Linked DNA regions of Mus musculus: regions 1, 2, 3, 5 and 6 are each linked to region 4. A link is a contact called in public ChIA-PET and promoter capture Hi-C data. All regions are on one chromosome and are shown on one strand. Each heading gives the region's core, a stretch centred on a gene start, on an enhancer-like site or on the middle of the called end of the contact. The rest is flanking DNA. Distances are from core to core; before and after follow the strand shown. Region 1 holds the start of Cdk18 (cyclin-dependent kinase 18). Region 2 holds the start of Elk4 (ELK4, member of ETS oncogene family). Region 3 has its middle 17 kb from the start of Elk4. Region 4 holds the start of Ikbke (inhibitor of kappaB kinase epsilon). Region 5 holds the start of Slc45a3 (solute carrier family 45, member 3). Region 6 holds the start of Rab29 (RAB29, member RAS oncogene family).

Region 1 (3,273 bases), core at 686-3,185, 860 kb after region 4:
AGGGGCAGAAGAGAAGGCTAGAGTGAGGTAGGAGTCAGAAGACCCAAGCCAGGCTTTTTCCCTATGAAGAGCGGCCTCTTCCCCTGGGAGCAGGATCAATTAACTGACAGAGAACACAGGGTTTGGAGAGAAACACAATCCCATTCCCTCTGGATCTCAGGGCAGCTATCCCCTCCCCGAACAATCCCAGACTAGGAATCCACTTGTTTCTCAGATTATTGTCCCTCTGGTAAAGCCTGGGTCTGCCTGGGGAGCCTGATTACTTAGAGAACTACCCCTGTCCTCCCTGGGAATTCCAGCCCAGGAAGAGCAGGAGTTGGGACCGGGCTTGGGGTCAGATAGATGTAGACCGGATTGAACCCGTTACATCACTCTCACCCACCCCTCCCCCAGTCTGTTCCTTGGCTAGTGCATTAGTGATCATAACACTCATGAACTATCATAACATTATTATGACACCTTGCTTGGCACATTGCAGAGATTGGAGACAGGAGCTGGGGCAGAGGGAGCCTCCGATGCAGCCCAAGTCCACAGGCATAGCTGCCTGTTGGCCACACCCCAGAAGCTATCCCAGGCCCAAGGCATGACAAAGACATGCGTTCTTGAGACACAAGGATTTGGATCCCCACCTACCCCGCCTCACTGTGGGCTATGTGCCTCCATTGAATCTCACATCTGATAGGGTGGGGGCTTTGCGACCCACGGGGCCCAGGCCACACAACACAGCTGGGTAGGCTGGGGAAGATTGCTCAAGGCCGAGCTGGGATGACAAAGAGGGGCAGATGGCAGCAGCCAGAACTCAGAAGGTTCTGAGGACTGCCCCTATCCCACAATTCTACCCCTGCTCCTGGGAAAGCTTAAGAGAAATATATGAGGCCGCTGGAGCCTAGAGGGGTGCTGACCCCTCAGTACAGGGAAAACAACCCCAAGGCCATCAGGGGCCTGTCCCCCAACCGCGTGGAACAGAGCCTCTGACCCACCCCATTTTCAGAGTCCTGTTTGTGACCTCCAAACAGAGCAGTCAAGCCATGCGTTTGAAGAGCGAGCCACCCACCCTCCTTTCCCACACGCTATCAACCGCTGTCCACAGGAGGGGAGGATCATTGCTTCTCTGGACTTAGCCCAAGAGAAGAGACACGTTCCCTAGCGACTCTCCTCACCACGCAGCCAGCGCTCGGGGCTTCACCTGTCCTCAGTTTTCCCCAGGTCTCTGGCCTACCACCCATGGCCTGTGGGGCTGGAAAGTTCACGAAAGCCCAGAAAGCTCTTCGAGGTGGCAATCTGGCCCTACACTCTCCTGAATCCCTTCGTTATCGGGACTCCTGACCCTTGTCCTTCCCATAAGGAAAGCACTTAGCGTCTGGCTTGTGCCTGGGAGGGGAACTTTTGCGTTTGTAGGGTTCCGACGGAGGTCAGGGCCAAAGGGAGTCCGGGATCCAGAGTCCCCGCGGGGCACGCGTTCTGCCTCAGCACCTGGAACTTGGGAGTGGCTTTCCCAGGGCATCCTTCACCCCACACACACACCAAAAAAATAAATAAATAATAAAAAAATAAAACGCAAGCGCGCCTGCCGAGCGCCCATCGCCTATGGCAGCTGGGGAATTCTGCCCAAATCTCCAGCGCAAAGGCAGTCGGCCCCTTTAAGGACCGCCCGGCTTACCTTTGCTCAGCTTGCCCGGCGCGGTGCCCCTCTCTGGCCGCCGCGGCGGACTCTGCGCGTGTCCCGGTCGTGGCGAGCCGGCTCCCGCCCTCCGCGGCCGCGCTGCCAGGCTTAGGTGCCCTGCCCCGCGCCCCGCCGGGGTCCCTACTCGGGACCCTGGCTCTTCCTGGCCCTGGAAAGGTGAGCGGTTTTCCCCCCAAAGAAGCTGTAACCTGAGCTGCGGGAGAAGGGAGAAGGGAGGGGTGCAGGAAGGTGGGTAAGAGGAGGAGGAAGGCAAAAGCCGGGCCCCAGCCAGAGTTTTTCACGTGTACAAGTTGACTCCGCCTTTGTCCGGACCGGCCCTGCCCACAGTCACTGCCAATCCCTTGCTCTCCCTCTGTCCCAGGGCCACCCCTTTCTCCCACTCTGGGAACTAAGGCCTGTGCTTCTTCCTGTTCCCCTCATAAGCTGGCCCTAAACTAAGTACAGGGTGAGGCCCTTTAGCCTGGACCACACCGGACAGGTCTCTGTCTCTACCCAACCTGCTGAGTGCCAATTTCGGGGGGTGGGGGGAGGGTAGTGGGGGCAGCGCCTAGCACCTAAGAGCTAATGTGCGATCTCAGGGCACAGGGCCTCGCCTATTCTCCTCTCTTTTATGGAGTGTGAAATTGTCACTTACCTGATAATATCTCCCTGATCCCTTCCCCCATCTCTGCCTCTCCATGGCCTGGAGGAAGAGTTCCTTCCCACATAGCATCCCTCTTCCACTATGAAGAGGAACAACTCTGTCCTTTTTGGCCAAGTGAATCAACTAAGAAGCTTTGCAGATAGGCAATGCTAAGTCAGGTCTCGGTTTACACAAGGGGAAACTAAGTCTCAGAAAGGAGACTGAAGAAGCCCAAAGTCCTACAAGGCTTAGAACCCAGGTCAAACATCATTCTCCCACACTGTCTAACGTCAGGGGTCAAAAACCACCACCAGGGGCGCTGGAGAGATGGTTAAGCAGTCCTGAGCAGTTACTGCTCTTGCAGAGGACCCCGGTTCCGTTTCCAGCACCCGCATGACTGCTCACAACTGTCTATAGCTCCAGTTCTAGGGAATCTGACACCTTCTGATCCATGGTGCCAAGAACATATGTGTTAGATACACACAGCTGTGGGCGAAATTCGCGCGTGCACACAAGCTAAATATAAATAAACCTTTTGTTTGTTTAAAGCACGCCACAAAAACGCTGGGGTGGGCTGAGGGTCAGCCTTCTTATGCTGGGGCCTTTTTATCCTTGCTTCCGGTGCTCTGCCGGGACTACATCAAAGAGGTCCTTGCCCTCTGTTCTTTTAGCAGATATGGCACATAGCTTCTGCAATCTGGGTGCCCTTGAGAAGGCTGCTTTGAGGAGAATGTGGTGTTGGAAAGAGGACAGTTTTCTTCTAAAAGACAGAGTCCTGAGGTCACAGCCACATGAGAGTGACTTATGGGTGGCTGACATCCCACAAGGGCCTACCAGCTCTTTGCTACCTTCCCTACCAGGGCATGGAGATTTTTCTGGGAATGAGTGTTTTATGCAGCTGTGGCTGCTACAAGCTGAAGGGCTGCAAAGAGTGCCTACAGCCAAGCCTCTGGATTTGGGACAGAGG
Region 2 (3,544 bases), core at 654-3,153, 730 kb after region 4:
AAGTACAATAGTGCCATGAAAATTATGGAAGCAACCAACTGTTTCCTGGTTGGGCTGAAATTCTACTCTACAGGATAACTGGCCAAGATCCAGCTGCTGGGGAGCTCATAGCTCATAAGTAATTCTACTATTATTGTGTTAAATGGACATAGCATCAGACTGCCCTGAAATAGTTATCACACCAATAGATTAGTGCAACTCTCAGTGCTCTCTAGAGAAGCTCCTTTTTGCCTTGGACGCCAGATAATACAGAGTCACATCTGGTCCAAGTGCAAAGAATCAATGTCTGTGAAGTGCTCAACCATAAGTTGAATATTTATAGCATGTCACCACCACCCAAGGTTCAGGGAACACTGAGGAGGAGGAGAAGGAGGTGGTGGAAGGATTTTTAAGAGCCAGAAGTCTGGGGTGACTGGACTCTTCTGGGCATGACCACTACACTCATGCATTTACAGAAGCCATGGTTGCCTGTTAAAGATCTGTACAAGAGCAAGCAGTTGACATTCCATTGTGAACAGAGCATAGACGCCCCGCCCCTAGCTGAAGAGCTATTGGCCTTTGATGGGTGCCAGAATGAGTCAGTTTTCTTTAGAGGTGGGTCCCTGACCACGATCTAGTGGACTAGTGGACTGTCTCACATCCAGGCATATATGGGCAATACTAACTGGACTCACTGGGTTAAGAAACAATGAAAAAGAGGGCACATAGGGGGATCTGGGAGGAGTCAGAAAGGTGAGGGAGGGGGACTATGTTTAAAATATATTGTATGCATGTATGAAATTATCAAAGAAAAAATTATATATATAGATATCTGTATCTATATATCTATATAGATATCTATAGCTATATATATATGAAACTGAGCTTGGTGTTAAAAGCCTGTAAATTCATCACTTGGGAGGTGGAGGAAACAGGATCAGGAGTTCAAAGTCAACCTCAGCTCGGACTTCATGAGACCTTGCTTCCAAACACAAATCACATTTGTAAGAACCAGCTTACGCTTAACATCCTCATAATGTTGATACTGAGACAGGGTTGCTGAGAGTCCAACCCCAAATTGAGTGGCACAGTCAATCCCATGAGAGCTTTAAGTACAGAAACTGTCTCAAAAAGCCTAAGTAAACAAACAACACACTCATTCGTTTAGTGGGGCAGGGAGACAAAATGGAACGCTCAATTGCCTCAGCTGCGAACACTTGTGAACCTTGGAATTGGGTGTTGATTTCTGCATCCCTTCTTTGGATGTTGCAAGTTTTGAAAATTAGGTTTTCACAGTGACTTTACAGGCAATGAATTGGGTGTTTCGGATTCTTAAGTAAAGTCACTTAGACTGGACGTGGTGGTGCACATCTGTAAATATCTGTAATCCCACCACTTGGGGCCAGGAGTTGAAGCAGAAGGATCTCCTATGAGTTCAGAACAGCTAGAGCTACGTGTTAAAATACTGTTTCTAAACCAAAAAAAAAAAAAAAAAGAAAGAAAAAGAAAAAAGAAAAGAAAGAAAGAAAGTTAAAGCTCTGGACCAAGCTAAGTTGGTAAGGGGGAAAGCTTTTCCCATTCTAGAGAGACCATTCGTCAATGATTCTGATCAAGTGGTGGTGGTAGCTCGCAATGTAAACCAGTGGGCGTCGTCCTCACACGTCAGCTCCGCCGCCACAGCCCTGGGCCCAGATTGCTACCCCGAGAGCCCTAAGCAGGACTTTGGGCCTGCGAGGAAGTACGAATGTCCGGCAGAGCAGGAGTCCCCGGAGCGAGTGCACGGGACGGACTAACAGGGTACGTACGGGAGCCCCGGGCCAGAAACAAAACACTGGCTTTGGGGCCCGGCCCCTCCCCCGGAAGTGACGCTCGCGCTGCTTCGGCGTCGAGGAAGGGCCCCGGCAGTGCCGGGGGGGGGGGGTTTGAGAGTGGCGGAGGCCGCGGAACGACGGGAGACGGCGGCCGTAGTGAAGAACGTCGAGCGCACGCACGGCGAGTGGCAGCTTAACTATAGCCACTTCGCCGTCCCGGCCGCGTGTGCGAGGGCGGGGCTCGAGACCTGCGGCAGCGGGAGATGCGGGCGGCTGCGGGCACGCGGCTGGCTCGGCTCGGCCGCCGCTTTCTCGGGCCCCGGCGCGGGGGTCGCCACTGTTCGCCGCGCGGTCTTTGAGGTCCGAGTGTGAGGAGCGGTGGGCGACAGAGTCTCGCACCGCGTTCAAGGCCGAGGAGTCCCGTGCCCTGCCTGGTGAGCAGCACGCCCACGCCCCGTCGGGGTCTCGCACCACCGCCCCTCAGCCAGGTTTCCGCGCGGGCCGGGCGGAGGTTGCGGGCGCGGCAGGAAGTGCACCGGGCGGAGGGAGGGGCGGAGCTTGGTGGCGGGAGGGTGGGACCTGGTGGGTGGGCGGGGCCCGCTGGCGCGCTCTCCTTGGGGGAGCAGCTCGGTGGAGCTCAGGTGCTCGCCGGAGCGCCCCCTCCGCCTTGCCCGCACCTCGGTGGGTCGTGAGAAGTCCCTTGGGCGGAAGGTGGCAGCGGTTTTTTGTTGCCTGGGTGGGGCAGAGGGGAACGGTTTTAACTTGCCGGAGTGGCAGGAAGTTGGAAAGTGAAAGTGCTTTCTTGGCTCGCCCACGGGCCGGAGGTCTGCGTCTCCCCGCACTTTGATCTCGGGGCGCGCGGCCTCACGCCGCATTCTTCCCTTCCCCAAGCTCGCTGTCCATCCGGCCACAGGTTTTTCTTTCTCTACTTTTCATCAGTCCTCCTCGCTTCCTGTACAGCTGTGGCAAGCTTTTCCTCGGAAAAGCATTGGAAACATCTTTGAGGGGAGGAGTTTTAACGGGCATCGGCAAGGAAATAAGGGGGAATTTGTTGGGTGAACTCAGAAGACACGGTTGGCATTTTCTCGAGCCCTTGCAATGTGAAGGTTAGGTCATTTAAGTAAGAGTCTTTCAGTAGAATGGCTGCCGTTCTAAGGTCAGAGCTCTTCTCTCTTCCCCCCCATGCACAGAACGTGGGGCTTCTGTATTTCCGGCTAGGAGTGGTGTTTTTAAAAGAGTATGATTCAACTTTTCCTTGTAGGAACTCTTTGTTCTTTGATCTTTGGTTTTATTTTAAAATGGAAACTGCTTACGTGGAGTTTGTTACATTTTTGGGGGGGAAATATTGTCTTAACTTTTGGGACACCATTATATATTTGAGGCAGGGGATGTACTCTTCAGTCACCAGCACAAAAAGGTAAAAAAAAAGTATACATTTAATATCCTCTTGTGGCTCTCACCGTTGCTTTCAGCCTCCTCTCCTTCCTTCTTGTGCTATGTATCAAAACTGGGGTCTGCATCAGGTGTTCATCAGCTGGTCTGCACTCCAGGCGCCCCTGTTCTCTTCTTTTTCCATTGCACTTCTTCGAGAAAGCAATTTTCTCTACCTAGGTGCAGTGCTGGTCATCTAACCTGTGTTCTCAGGCATGCTAGACAAGACAAAGCACTTTGCCACCGAGCTGCTCTCCAGCTCCTAAAGCCCCGTTTCATTGTAGCTTAGAGATTAGTCTTTGAGTGTTAAACCTTTTCCAGCA
Region 3 (3,218 bases), core at 217-2,716, 710 kb after region 4:
ACATGCTAGGCAAGGATATCTCGGAGGTATATCTCTAGCCCTTAAAAACCTTTTATTAAACATAAATATAGCATAACTTCTGTTTCAAGTTCAGATGATAACTTTCATTTACACATGTATTTCATCAACCTTATTTTTCCCATACTGACACAGAACTGAGACCTGGCCCAGAGGCCCTGAGTGCATGTGCTGGTGTGTGTGTGTGTGTGTGTGTGTATGTGTGTGTGTGTGTGTGTGTGTGTGTGTGTGTGTGTGTGTGTGTGTGTGTGTGTGTGTAAAGGGTAGCGTGAGAAAGAAAAGAATCATTGGTCTTTCAGTTATTGCCTTGGTCGACCATCAGCTCAGAACCTGATCCCTAGAGCCAATAATTATCTTCTCTCGGGGGACCTCCCTTCTCAGCTGGGTTTACAAAGGATGAATCCTTAGGGAGCAGGAAGCTTAGGCACAGAGTAGTATTTCAACACAAGTTCTGAATAACTGGGACTAAGGTCTTCTGCAGATTTGAACTACATTTCTCATACAACATGCACTTACTCCCAACTTACTGAGAAATAGGAAAGGCACTAAAGGGGTAGCGAAGAAGAAGGCAGGGGGCTGTGGAAAGCAGGTAGGATGTGGTCTCATACATGAGCCAACTGGCCCTTGCTGTGACTTGTAGGCCTGGGCCCAGCTGGTGCATTTCATGGAGACGGGGAGGAAGAAGCTGAGATACCTCTACTGCAGAGATGTGTCAGGCAGTCAGTGAGTGATTCTTGTGGATGGAGGAGGAAAGTCCAGACTGACATAGCTTCCTTTGACTGCGGGTGTTGGGCCTACCTGTTTCAAACGGGGCAGAGCGACTTGGGGAAGCATAGAAGGGCCTTGCTGGGTGTGTGATGTCTCATCTTCCATATACTCCCCGTCTTTTTGGCCCTCTAGCCCTCTCTTCAGAGTCTCCAGTTACCCCCTTCACCACTGTGGGAAAAGCTCTTGTTTTCCAGGGTGAGGGTTGATTACAGTAGCCTGGCAGTTTGGTCACTGTTGGCTGAGAGCTGTTTGGAGCTGCGACTTTCAGACATCCAATACTGTTACCAAATCGCTCTGTGTATTTAGAGGGAGCCTGATATGACCTGGAACATACTGCTTGACCTCATTGTGCTCTTGCTGGAAGTAGGCCTTGTGCAGATGCCCACGTATGTGTATAAGCGGTGTTGTTCGGCTCAGCTTCATCTTTATAGACTTTAGCAAATTTACAGCCCCCACGAATTTCAGTCTTTAATTAAATCAGTTATCACTTCCTCTGTGATCCTTGGCCTGGTCAGTGTCAACTTCCTGTTTGTGGAGGCAGCTGGACTCTGGGAAGGCTATCCCACAAACTACAGGCTACACATTTCTTGGTATTTGATTGCAGTGACATCTGACTAGTGTGGATGGCTCAGGAAGATATGTTGAAACCTAGGCCAGTACACTGGAGGTGGGCCTTAGGCGACACAGCCATGAAGAGTCATGAGGGTAAAATCCTGAATGGGGTTAGAGGTTCCACAAGTCATGCATAAGGCACGTGCCTAAAATCCTAGTACTTGGGAGGTAGAAGCAGGAGGATAGAGAGGTCTGGGTCAGTGCAAGCTTCCAGCAGATCTGTAACATATTACACCTTTTCTGTAGAGCTAATATTTAAAAATTAGAAGGTAGTTTTTTTTTTTTTAAATAAGTGGACAGGACCTTTAAAAAGGTCCCCCTGTTTGACCACAGTGCCATCCACCAGCCATCGCTGCTCTCTGAGAACCTGGTGGGCTCTAAAATGGGCAGCATAAGATGCCGTTCTTGCTCTGTGAGAATTCCAATCATCTGTGCACCCTGATATGGGTAGAAATTAGGAATTGAGCCTGCTGCTATTGGTGGCGAATGCCTTTGATCCCAAGCACTTGAGAGGCAGAGGCAGGCAAATCTCTGAGTTCCAGGCCAGCCTGGTCTACAGAGCAAGTTCCAGGACAGCCAGGGTTGCACAAAGAAACCTTGTCTCAAAAAACAAAAACAAAACCAAGTTGTGGTCCTATGAATAGGTTTGGCCCTCATAGACTCATGCGTTTGTGTGCTTGGTACTATTAGGAGAAGTAGGTTGTCACTGCGGAGCTTTGAGGTCTCCTAGTGCTCAAGCTCTGCCTAGTGCGGAGCAGACCCTCCTCCTGGCTGTGTGCTGAAGACAGTCTCCTTCTGCTGCCTTGGGATCAAGATGTAGAACTCTTGGCTCCTCCAGCGCCATGTCTATCTGCTTGCACACTGCCATGCTTTCTGTCATGATGATAATGGACTGAACCTTTGGAACTATAAGCCAGCCCCAATTAAGTGTTTTATGAGTTATGTCATGGAGCTGGGCATGGTGGTGCACGTCTTTAATCCCAGCACTCGGGAGGGAGAGGCAGGCGGGTTTCTGAGTTCGAGGCCAGCCTGGTCTACAAAGTGAGTTCCAGGTCAGCCAGGGCTACACAGAGAAACCCTGTCTCGGGAAAAAAAAAAAAAAAAAAAAAAAAGCTGTCATGGTCATGATATCTTTTCAGAGCAACAAAACCCAAACTAAGATACAAGTTTAAAGCTTCCTCAAGATTCTGCTTAATAAGCTGTGAACACTGCGAGCGCCTCAGTTGACAGTGTGGACGTCCACTCAGCCCTTCATGCAGCAGGAAAGCTACTTGCCCAGGAGGACTGAAGAGAGGGCCAAGGGGTTAAAATCACCCACTGCTCTTCCAGGGGGCACAGGTTTCAGTCCCAGCACCCACATGGTGGCTCTCAGTGGTTTGTAACCCAGTTCCAGGGCATCTGATGCCCTCTTCTGGCTCCCGTGAGGCACTAGTTATACACATTGTATAGAGACACATATGCAAGCAGAATATCCATACACATAAAATAAAAATTAAGAACCACCTGGCCAGCCTGGGCCACATAGCAAGACCTTGATTTTGTATTCCACATCCCTCACGTGGGTCGTCTTAGGGCTGGTTGAGCATGGTGAGTCAAGAACCTGTTTTTTTTTTTTTTTTTTTTTAAGGTTTATTTCTTTATTTACTTATTTTATGTGAGTACACTGTTGCTGTCTTCAGACACAGCAGAAGAGGGCATTAGACCTCATTACAGATGGTTGTGAGCCACCATGTGGTTGCTGGGAATTGAACTTGGGACCTCTGGAAGAGCAGTCAGTGCTCTTAACCACTGAGCCATCTCTCCAGCCTGAGTCAAGAACT
Region 4 (3,348 bases), core at 601-3,100:
TTTTTTTTTTTTTTTTTTAAAGACAGAGTAGCCTAGACACCTGCACTGGTATTGAGGATGGTCTTGAACTTGTGTGTCTACCTCCTAAATGCATGGGTTATGAGTGTGTACCACTTTCCCCTATCACCTTGGTGCTGGGGGCTGAATCCTTGGCTTCATGCATGGTAGCTAAGCATGCCCTTTACAAACCAAGTGAGCTATAGCCCAGCTTGTAGTCTGATTTAAAAATGCATGGAGATGCGGGAGGTTGGGGTATGTGAAGTGGGTGTAAGGGGATGGGTGGAGGAGCACCCTCTCAGAGGCAAAGGGGAAGGGGGATGGAGTAAAGGGACTGGGAAGTGGGGGCAGCATTTGGAATGTAAATAAATAAAAACAAAAGAAAATGCAAACTTTGGAGAATGTAAGCTTTTGAGCCAGAAGCCATTTAAAGAGATCAGTAGTCACACCCCAGTTTCAGACAACACACACATGTTTGCTTTAGGCAAAGGTAAGGATGCTGATGAGACCTTCTGAAGGCAACATGAACGAGTTGTCCATGCTTCTCTGTATGGCTGAGGAGTCAGCCCAATGCAAGGCTCAGACAGGGCACTGAAGTGGAGGCCAAGGCTGCAGTCTTGGGAGCTGGGTGCAGCAGATTGTGTCACCTTCAGCTGGGGGCAGCAGATTGTGTCACCTTCATGACTCTACCTAGGCTGGTCCTCAACCAAGCCCTGCTACTGGGGCAAAGCATAGCTGCAGTCAGGAAGGCGGGCAGTGAGGTGCACAGAACAGCATCCCAGATGGGCAGCATGGCCCTGGGTTCTGTACCTAGAAGCTCTGATTGTGGCACATCTGGATTATCTCTGGATCATCCTCCCATCCACCCTCCCATCCCCAAGACCCTCTGTGCATAGAAGGTGCAGCACAGCAGCCTTCTGTGAGTCAACGCCAGCCTGCCCACAGACTCCTATCCTCCTCGGGGGCTCCTCTGTGGCAGATACACATACCTGCACTCCAAGTGGCTCAGAATCAGGCAAAGACTCTCCCTGGCAAGTGTGTGTTTTGCTTTCTGTCTGGGGCAAGTCCAGGAGCTGAGCTACACCGGAAAGAGAAGGGTGGGTGGATGAGAGGCCCCTTCGTGCTGTTGCTGTGCTGTTTGATTCTCAGCCCCATCAAAGGCCACCAGTCCCAGCCCTTTAACTTGTTCCTGTTGTCACCTTCCCTACAGTTCTTGAAGCGAGCAGAGGGGGGGGGGGGGCGGTGTCCAGCTTCTTTCCAGCTGTTCTGGAAACCTCTCCTGGTTATTTGGGCCCCAGGGGAAAGATCCCAAGCAGAGGCCAGTAGAGGCCCCCAAAGCTGAACCCCAGCTTTGCATCAGCATGTTGAGAAGCAGAGCCCAGGAGGGGAGCTTTTTTTGGCCAATCATGGTTCTTCTCAGGGCCATCATGGTCCCTGCCCCTCACTGGCCTCCAAGCAGTCCGTTCTGAGAGTGTTTTCCCACAGAGGGAGTGCAGAACACTACCAGGCTCCCAGCAACCACAAGAAAAACACAGGACTCGGGCATTCAGCTGAGTATTGACTTGAAGCTGCCCCACTGGCTTCCCCACACCACCCTCCTCCACAGACACTACACACTCACCCCATCTCCTATCTCAGTTGCAGGGCAATGCAGACTTGTGGAACTGGGTGGCACCCCCAGGGATTCAGGCCTTGAAGTCAATCCTGGGCAGTGCCTAGAAGATCCTGGTAGCTATGGGGCCCCCCAGGATCCACAGGCAAAGCAGGTGATGGTCTTGAGCCTGAAGGTCTCTTTCCTGCCTCTCTGAGAGCAGTGGGGTACCCAGTCCCAGGCTCTTAACTATCATACTTCCTGATTCACTTCTCTCTCTCTCTCTCTTTCTCTCTTTCTCCCCTCCTCTTTCCCTCCCTTCCTCTCGCTCTTAAAGGGACAGGCATCTCAACGGCTGCCACACACACCTCCACTCCCCCTTCAGTAAAGGGAAAGAGGATTCTGTGAGTTGTCAAGTGGAAGCCATAGGGCCATCGCCTGAGCCACAAGGAAGCCAAGAACGGAGGCTGGGGGCTCTGTGACAGGCCACTGAGTACTATGCTGGCATCTCTGGAGGGAAATTCAAAGCTCTGCTTAAAGTTAACTAAAGAAGTCCAACAAGTTAACCAAGTTGAAAACTGCCTAGAAAGAGCCAGGACCTGTGCTTGCCCCTCCTAGAAGCTGGACAGGACTTATCTTCCTTTAGAGCTTTCAAGAACAAGTACACACCCAGATCATAGCCCCTACTCTGACCTTACACACAGCAAAACCTGCTCCCACCTGGTGCCGTTTTCTGACCACAGCCACTCAAATGCACTGTGTGCTTTAGGTAGTATGGATGGCAGGGGGATGGAGAATCTGGGAAGTGGTTTTTTTTTTTCAGACCATGTTTGATGGTATCAAGTTCTGTACACCTTTAGTAATTTGCCCACCTTCCCAGCCATAAGCCAGTACTCCAGATATCCTGGGAAGCCGGGAAGGGGGGCTGTGCTGCTCTGGTCAGCTCTGAGTGGGCAGTTGGACAAGGGGTTAAAACCCAGGAAATTCCATGTTTCTCTAGAATGTTGGTGGGACTTTCCCCTGGCCACACCTGGTGATTTCCTCTGCCAGCCCCACCCCACCACAGGGAGGAGAGGCAAGAACAGGCCCGGAGCTTGTCGCTGACAGATCCACCCAATGATAATGTGACAGCTAGAGCCCTTACAGTGGCTTTTCACAGTGAGGCCAGGAGGGGCAGACCTGAGGGTTCCACACTCCAGCCTGTGTGTTACAGGTTTCCACCTGGCAAGAACATGGGGGATTGCACTTGTCGATCATGGACTTGGAGAGGACAGAAGCATGCATTTTCTCTAGCACATTATTTAACAGGTGCTGTAAGACCCCCTTTTCTAGCAAGGTGGACCTGTTCAATGTGGCTACTCCATCAGTCTAGAAAGTCTGGGTTACTTTTATGGTAAGGGTACCCCTCAGGCCCACGAGGTATTTGCAGTGTCACTTTGACCATGCTGCAGGCTATACTCATGTTCTTCCATGAACCTGCACTCTTACTCTCCTTTCACTGGCAAGCCTATTCTCCTTTTCCACCCAGGGATTTTCACACCTTTTAACACAAGAGCCAAGCCTAGTATCTCCTGTGAAGCAGGCACTGTGCTCAGGACAGAAAAGGGAGACATGGGCATCTAATCCCAGAGATGCGGGATGCTGGATGTGATATGAAGGCATGGCAATGCATACTGAGCAAACAGTGGTTTTGTGGACCTTGTAGGGGGAGCAGGAAGGGCTTGCCAGCCTTGCTGGGTGCTCTGAGTTAGGCAGCAAAG
Region 5 (3,279 bases), core at 590-3,089, 680 kb after region 4:
AGGACACTCAGTCCTCTGAGGTGGGACAACACTCTTGCTCCCACTGCTCTCACAAGCCTGGAAAATACCACTGTCCACTCTCTAGGCTCTGTAATTTTCCACCTGACCTGGCATTCCCCATGACTCCTGCCCCTTTTTCCTGGGGCAAAGGGGACACTGGCTCCCTCGGAGTCACCAGAACTCCACCCTGGGCTCTCTACTGGTTACAGATAAGTATGTTAAAAATGTTGGAAAGCCAAGATCCCAGTTAGGATGAATGTTCTTGTGCTCCCAAGGAGGCTATGCCCAGAAGGTTTTCACATTTAATGTAATGACTCGGAATGCAGACTCTTAACATTTTGTTCTCTGTTTCCCCCTGTACATATGCTCTCTTCCCCACTAGCCCATTTCTTGCTTTCCCTTTGACGTCTCTCTTTTTCTTCTATCCTTATCCTCCTACCTGGGGGTGCCTTTGGGGGGACAGCTGACTAGCTGCCTCGAACAGAACCCAGAAGATGGGAAGGACTTGCCCCCACGGTGCACAAGGGTTAACACTGGGTTAACACTGCAATCCAGGCCGGGGCGTTGGTGGGACACGCCTTTAATCCCAGCACTGGGGAGGCAGAGGCAGGCGGATTTCTGAGTTCGAGGCCAGCCTGGTCTACGAGTGAGTTCCAGGACAGCCAGGGCTATACAGAGAAACCCTGTCTCGAAAAAACCAAAACAAAAAAACAAAAACAAACAAACAAAACACTGCAATCCAGCACCATAGTGGCCAGTTCCCATCTAAGGCCATCCAGGTCCTCCATGTCAAAAGCATTTCCTGGGATTCTGTAGTGCAGATGGTCCCAGGACCCTATGGATACCCGATCCACCCCAGGGTCTCAAGACAGCATGCTGTAGTATTTGTACATAAACTTGCACATATCTTCTTGTGGACTTCTTCTCACTGAGACATCACACACATTTGATACGATGTAAATGCTCATATATGTAAGCTCTGGCTATATGTATCTTGCTCAGAGAATAAGAACAAAGGGGAAAATGTCTGTTTATATTCATACCGAGATGATGAAAACAACCCTTAGCCCAATATATAATATTCATCAACAACACATTTCCCTCTGATATTTTTATGATTACTTAGTCTCGTGCACCAAAAATATCTGCAGAAATGTCTAGCCTGTGGTATTGAGGTCAACAAGTCGCCTAAGTGAATGTCTCTCCACCTTAGACAATTCCATGGATGAAAGAGACACAATAAAGTCCCCACCCCCACCCCGGGATCAGCCTACGATTGCAACGCTCCCACCTGCACCCGCTTCCTGCCAGTCCAGGCATTTTGGAAACTTTGACTGGGAACATTTTGGTGGCAATTTATCACCTCTCCTTCCTTATACGCAACCACAAGTAAAAGAAGAAAAAAGAAGTGGGAGTTTTGTCTTTGAGTTGCAGAAAGAGGCACTGAGTTAGCTTTCTGAGAGCAAGGAAAAGTAGCTCTCAGAATGTGGCCGATCCTTTGAAGGCGTGGTCCAGTGCGGGTGGGTCGCAGTTGTGCCTGGACAGCAGGATGTCCAGAATGGCACGCGCGGGCAATGGTCGAGGAGCAGAGGGGAGGTACCCCGTGGAGCTGGGTAGTTTTTACCTAAATGTTTTGGTGGCAAGCGGCAGAGGGGGCGGTGCACGGCCCTAGGTAATGACAGGGCAGTCTAGGAGCCACGCGGGGGCTGCCCGTCCGGTCGCGACCAGAAAGGAGACTGCTTTTCCACCTCCCGCTTTCTTCCCTTGGGGACCGGCCCCACCCCTCCATCCCCTCCCAGCACCCCCCCACCTCCGACCCGCCTTGCCCCGCCCCCCTCCTGGCAGCCCCAGCGCGCATGCTCTCTCCCCCCACTGAGTAACCTGGAGATTTAAAAGGCGCCCGCTGGCGCGCGTTGGTGAAGCAGGGGTCCGAGCTCGCACGCGCCAGCCCCAGGTGACAGCCGCACGCCGGGCCAGGTAGGGGAGGGGCTGGTCCCGGCGGGAAAGGTGCGCGCGGGTGGCCGTGCTCGGCGGTGGCTTTCAGCACCCCGCGGGATGGGGCCGCTCCGTGGCGTCCCGGCCCTGCGCGAGCGGAGGCTCGCGGGGAGGGCGCGGCCCCTGGTGACCGGGTGCCTAGGGCGGGCGCCCGCTCGCGTCCGCGCTGAGTGCGCTTCCTCCCGGAGCGCTGTGCTGTGGTGCCCGCTGTCCCGGGCCGCGCGCGGAGGGCGGGATCGGAGCCGCGGAGTCCCGGGCCAGGCCGACGGAAGGCCGGCCGCCCCTGCTGCAGCCTCCCGCCGCAGAGTTTTCTTTGGAAAGTTGCGTTTATTTCTTCCCTTGTCTGGGCTGCGCCCGAAAGGGGCAGATGAGTCACCGCGGCGCGCACGGTCCACACTTAGGGAAGCCCTGGGAGGTCCTTCAACCGGGAGCCTTGGTCGGAGACAGAAGGGGACCCAGCTCTCTTGACCCTAGAATTGGAGCAAGGCTTTGGTGGAGTTGAGGCTGGGATAATGAGTGTAAGTGTACGTGTGCGATCCTGCGCCTTCCTTCTCTGCCTCCGTTACCCACCTGCGGAGAGTAAAAGCAGCTCCGGCTGTGGCTGCTGTGTCCCGAGGCTCAGGTGGGGATGGGGAGTACTCTACAGAGCGAGAAAGCGCTCGGCGGGCGGCAGCACGCCCGGTGGAGAAACTCCAGGAGCTTTGCAGGCTCAGCTCTTCCTTAGTCTCCGCTTCCTGACAGGGAACCCTGTGACTGCTCTGTCCCTTGCCCTCCGACTCAGCCCCCTCCTTCATGACACACACTTGACTCGTCCAAGGCCACGGAGAACTCGGTGCTTCCTCTTTCCCTAGGAGTATGAATTGTAGGTAGGAAGAGTTTGGCCCGGTGGGTATCTGGTGAGAACTTGATGCTCAGCTGTGACAGACCCAATCCTAGCTGGCTAGGTTGAATTTTGAATAGCCCAGCTAGGGCTTTGCAGACGGGCACGGAGTAGATGCAGCTTAGAATGACTGGCTGGGCTTCTGGAAGCTTTTCTCAGGAGGGTGAAACTGTTAAGGTTTCTAGCCTCTGTTTCCTACGCGTGAAGCACAATCCCTTTCCCAGAGTGTGAAGCCTCGGTGTGGGCCCACGTGCCTAAGGCATGGGGAACAGGTTGACATATGGAGCTGGGAAGAGAAGGGCCCAGGAGCTAGATGCTGGACAGAAAGCTGAGGAACCACACAGAACACTGTGTCCCAGGGAGTAAGTGGGACAGGATCTGAACCCTCTGGCCTTTCTGTTGGA
Region 6 (3,349 bases), core at 822-3,321, 590 kb after region 4:
AGCAACCACATGCTGGCTCACAACCATCTGTAATTGGGTTCGATGCTCTCTTCTGGTGTGTCTGAAGACAGCAACCATAAAATAAATCTTTAAAAAAATATAAAGCTGGGCGTGGTGGTGCATGCCTTTAATCCCAGCACTCAGGAGGCAGAGGCAAGCGGATTTCTGAGTTCGAGGCCAGCCTGGTCTACAAAGTGAGTTCCAGGACAGCCAGAGCTACACAGAGAAACCCTGTCTCGAAAAACAAACAAACAAACAAAAACAAAAACAAAAAACAAAAAATATATATATAAAGAACAAATAAAGTGAAAACAGATATACTTGAAGCCATGACTTAAAGACTATAGAATAATTAACCCAGAGACCAATCCTTAGGAAATGTTTAAAGGGATAGGATAGGGAGATCCCAGAAAAGAAAATTTAAAAAGTGATCACCAGAAGAAACAGCAGCACAGAAGCACAAGGCAATAAATGCCAAAGAGTGTTGAACAATGGCAAAGCAGTAACAACTAACGCAATCCTTAAAGGTGAGTGGAGGAGAGAGGACTGGCAAACGTGGTGATTAGAACAAAGAACATCGAGGGGGGGGAGTTATATGGAAATGTTGTAATGGAAGGTATTACTTTGTTTACTAACTTTAAATTTCCAGTTTTTAAGAGAGAGGAAGGGAGAGAGTAGTGGAAGAAACCAGCCCCAAATGTGTACGAGCTTGCGCACATGAGCACACACACAAAGCTGCATACTGTGTGCATGCATTCCAGTGGAGGGAGTAGAAGCAGAAACAGAAGCAAATGGATCTGGAGCTCAAAGCCAGCCTGGGCTACATAGACTCTGTCGAAAGGAAAAAAGAAAGAAGAGAAGGAGAAGGAGGAGGGAGAGGAGGAGGAGGAGGGCTGGAGATGTAGCTCCGATGGTAGAGGACTTGCCTAGCATGCCTGGATTTACTCTCCAAAACTACAAAACTGGATGTTGTTACAATTGAACCACAAGTTCTATGGTCTACTGTCAGAAGTTGACACCAACTTAGGCTACAGAAAATCCTCTCTCAAACAAAAAACAAACAAACAAACAAACAAACAACAACAAAACAGCCAAAAGGGGAAAAAAGTGAAGCTTATTCTACTAGCCACAATTTCTAGCTAAAGGACAGGCAGGACAGAAAAATTACAGGTAGGAAAAGTAAAAATATTTGCCAATCATTTTATGAGTATTCAGAATTAATAGCAGCAACAAAAGGAAATGTCCTGGTGCTCAAACGCTATGCGTGGCTGGTGTAAGAAATGTGGAAGTGTCAATGAGGAACTATCTCTTGTTTATTCTGCATTGTTATTGCTATAGCTAGTTATTAAGTGTTGTAACTTTTGACATAGATTTTTTTTAAAAGGTTGATCTTTTGGGTCAAATGTCCCCAAATGTGCCTGTTATTGGTCATATGGAAAATTTGACCTTGTCTTTACAAGGCTCGAGATTTGACTCTGTAGTTAAGACAACAGGAAATGGACTTCACTTGGAACTTGGACATTTATCTTTGTGTTATAAAACCTTTAAAATATGGCTAATAAGAAAGGCCGTCTAGAAATCTTTAAAATGTGATTTTAAGAAAACATCTGGGGGAAAGATTTAGACAGGAGAGATCATGGTCTACGTAGTTCAGGGTGACCCAAAGTTGCTTCCAATCTCTTGTCTTGCTCTGGGGAGAGGAAGTGGTGGGGTTAGGGGTCCTTGAACACACTTGTTGCAGAAGACGATGGATGAACTAGGGTTTTATGATCCTCCTATTTCCATCTCCCCAAGGCCTGGATTGCAAACCTGTGCTTCGACGCCAAACTTTAGAATTGTTTTTAAATAGATTTCTAAATTCTTTAAAGTTTGAAAACCTTAAAACTTTTATGTAAATTTGCTCAAGATAGCTAGGAAACTACATTTCCCAAGAGTGTACGTGGCAAGTCGCCACACTGGTCTGGTCGCTTTACCAAGAGGCACACTGGGAAATGTAGTTCTCCGAGCAGTGGGGCTCACAACGTTTTTGACGGAAGACTGGGAAGTGCGCCGCCAGTGGCAGGACGGGGACCGGACAAGGACTCTGCACAACCTCAATTTTGTGTGTGCGGTCCGAGAAAGGGTCTAAGTCATCTGTACTTCTCTAAGCAAGGTGCTGGCCACGGTTCAATGCTGGCGAGCGACTCGGAGGTCCCTGAAAGGAAGGTGCCAATCGCGGAGGGTCGAGCTGGTACCCGCCCCACCCAGGCTGCGGCCGCGCGGGGAGGAAGCGCGCACAGGCCGAGTGCAAAAGTTTCCTTTTCTGCTTTCCAGTCAGAGAAGCTTCAACCAACCGAGGGTGGAGATGCCTGACTTCAATTGGAAGAGAACCCGGGAGCCAAAGGGGTTGAAATAAGCGACTTCCCGGAAAAACAAACTATCAAAAAACCTCTCCCCACCACTAGCCATGGGCAGCCGAGATCACCTGTTTAAAGTGCTGGTGGTGGGGGACGCCGCCGTTGGCAAGACGTCTCTGGTCCAGCGCTACTCCCAGGACAGCTTCAGCAAGCACTACAAGTCCACCGTGGGAGGTGAGCGGTCACGGGTGACTAGGAGCAGGGGTCGAGGCTCGCAGCCGGTAGCCTCTGGGTACCGAGGTTGCCTCTAAGGGGTCCCCAGCCTACCTACAAAGATAGGGCCAAAGTATACAGGTGAGAGATGGTGAAGGGGTCTGAGCCGGGGACTATTCACCGCAGAGAGCAGAGCCCTCCCGCAGCCATGCGCTGCCCAGAGCAACTTCTCCAGTCAGCAAAGTCAGCTGAGTCCCGGTTCAAGTGCAGGCTGGGGCAGTTACCCTGCTTCCTACCAGCATCCGACGGGTGTTGAGGAAAGAACCCCGTTACCTTAGGAGGAAAGCCCAGGAGCTAAGCAGTCAGAGGTGTGGGGAAGACTGGAGGACAGATTCCGGTCAGGTCTGATGAGCCCTATGGTGTCATTAGTGAACTGAGTGGGAAATGTGAGGAATTCACGAAAGAATGTGAAATACCCTCGAGTGGCCTGTCGTCTTCTCTTGCACTGGGGAAGGCAGGGAGGAAGAGAGAAAGAAGCACTAAAAGTAAATTCATTTCTTTCCCAGTGTGGCCTTTGGACTCTGCTGAACTGTCCACCTGTCGGTCTGTCTACCCCAAACACACAGACACAGACACAGATACACACAGACACACACACACCTCCACCACCACCACAAGGAGAAGGTAGTTAACAAGGTTACAGTAATGTGAAAGAATAAAATTACATTTGTTTTTTTTATTTTGTTTTGTTTGAGACAGGGTTTCTCTGTATAGCCCTGGCTGTCCTGGAACTCACTCTG

Evidence for each region. Promoter capture Hi-C pulls out the DNA fragments that hold promoters and counts their contacts. ChIA-PET counts read pairs in DNA pulled down with a chosen protein or histone mark.
Region 1: a promoter capture Hi-C map of pre-B cells shows a contact between it and region 4, with 2.5 times the contacts expected there. The contact joins the promoter of Cdk18 here to the promoter of Ikbke in region 4. A contact is called at or near these places in 1 of 39 promoter capture datasets (pre-B cells) and 1 of 115 datasets of contacts at active chromatin or transcription factors (pancreatic cancer cells).
Region 2: an RNA polymerase II ChIA-PET map of memory CD8 T cells shows a contact between it and region 4, with 49 read pairs. The contact joins the promoter of Elk4 here to the promoter of Ikbke in region 4. A contact is called at or near these places in 1 of 484 Hi-C or Micro-C datasets (CD8 T cells), 4 of 115 datasets of contacts at active chromatin or transcription factors (bone marrow-derived dendritic cells, memory CD8 T cells, pancreatic cancer cells and 1 more) and 1 of 9 other capture datasets (pancreatic islet).
Region 3: a contact with region 4 is called in a promoter capture Hi-C map of liver, with 2.5 times the contacts expected there. The contact joins the enhancer-like site here to the promoter of Ikbke in region 4. A contact is called at or near these places in 1 of 39 promoter capture datasets (liver), 1 of 484 Hi-C or Micro-C datasets (pro-B cells) and 1 of 115 datasets of contacts at active chromatin or transcription factors (pancreatic cancer cells).
Region 5: a promoter capture Hi-C map of liver shows a contact between it and region 4, with 4 times the contacts expected there. The contact joins the promoter of Slc45a3 here to the promoter of Ikbke in region 4. A contact is called at or near these places in 1 of 39 promoter capture datasets (liver) and 1 of 115 datasets of contacts at active chromatin or transcription factors (pancreatic cancer cells).
Region 6: a contact with region 4 is called in a promoter capture Hi-C map of embryonic stem cells, with 3 times the contacts expected there. The contact joins the promoter of Rab29 here to the promoter of Ikbke in region 4. A contact is called at or near these places in 5 of 39 promoter capture datasets (the C10 cell line, HPC-7-derived erythroid cells, embryonic stem cells and 2 more), 1 of 115 datasets of contacts at active chromatin or transcription factors (memory CD8 T cells) and 3 of 9 other capture datasets (adipose tissue, liver and macrophages).

Annotation. Positions count from the first base shown.
Region 1 is chr1:132,137,750-132,141,022 of GRCm38.p6, forward strand. Cdk18 (cyclin-dependent kinase 18) reads right to left here and starts at 1,936. Exons shown (of 16, transcript NM_008795.2): 1 at 1,661-1,936.
Region 2 is chr1:132,005,717-132,009,260 of GRCm38.p6, forward strand. It overlaps Elk4 (ELK4, member of ETS oncogene family), which reads left to right and starts at 1,904. Exons shown (of 5, transcript NM_007923.3): 1 at 1,904-2,224.
Region 3 is chr1:131,989,250-131,992,467 of GRCm38.p6, forward strand. No RefSeq gene overlaps it. Among named protein-coding and RNA genes, the nearest start is that of Elk4, 17 kb to the right of the region's middle. Within about 2 kb of position 1,467, at least 11 of the 459 cell types and tissues checked have an H3K27ac peak or open chromatin away from gene starts, as enhancers often do. A contact at or near this core is called in liver, where this site is marked.
Region 4 is chr1:131,277,713-131,281,060 of GRCm38.p6, forward strand. Ikbke (inhibitor of kappaB kinase epsilon) reads right to left here and starts at 1,851. Exons shown (of 22, transcript NM_019777.3): 1 at 1,619-1,851; 2 at 987-1,075. The region is part of intron 1 of Gm51644 (a long non-coding RNA gene); the gene reads left to right.
Region 5 is chr1:131,961,076-131,964,354 of GRCm38.p6, forward strand. Slc45a3 (solute carrier family 45, member 3) reads left to right here and starts at 1,840. Exons shown (of 5, transcript NM_001177628.2): 1 at 1,840-1,977.
Region 6 is chr1:131,865,206-131,868,554 of GRCm38.p6, forward strand. It overlaps Rab29 (RAB29, member RAS oncogene family), which reads left to right and starts at 2,072. Exons shown (of 6, transcript NM_144875.2): 1 at 2,072-2,205; 2 at 2,314-2,570. The coding sequence starts at 2,447.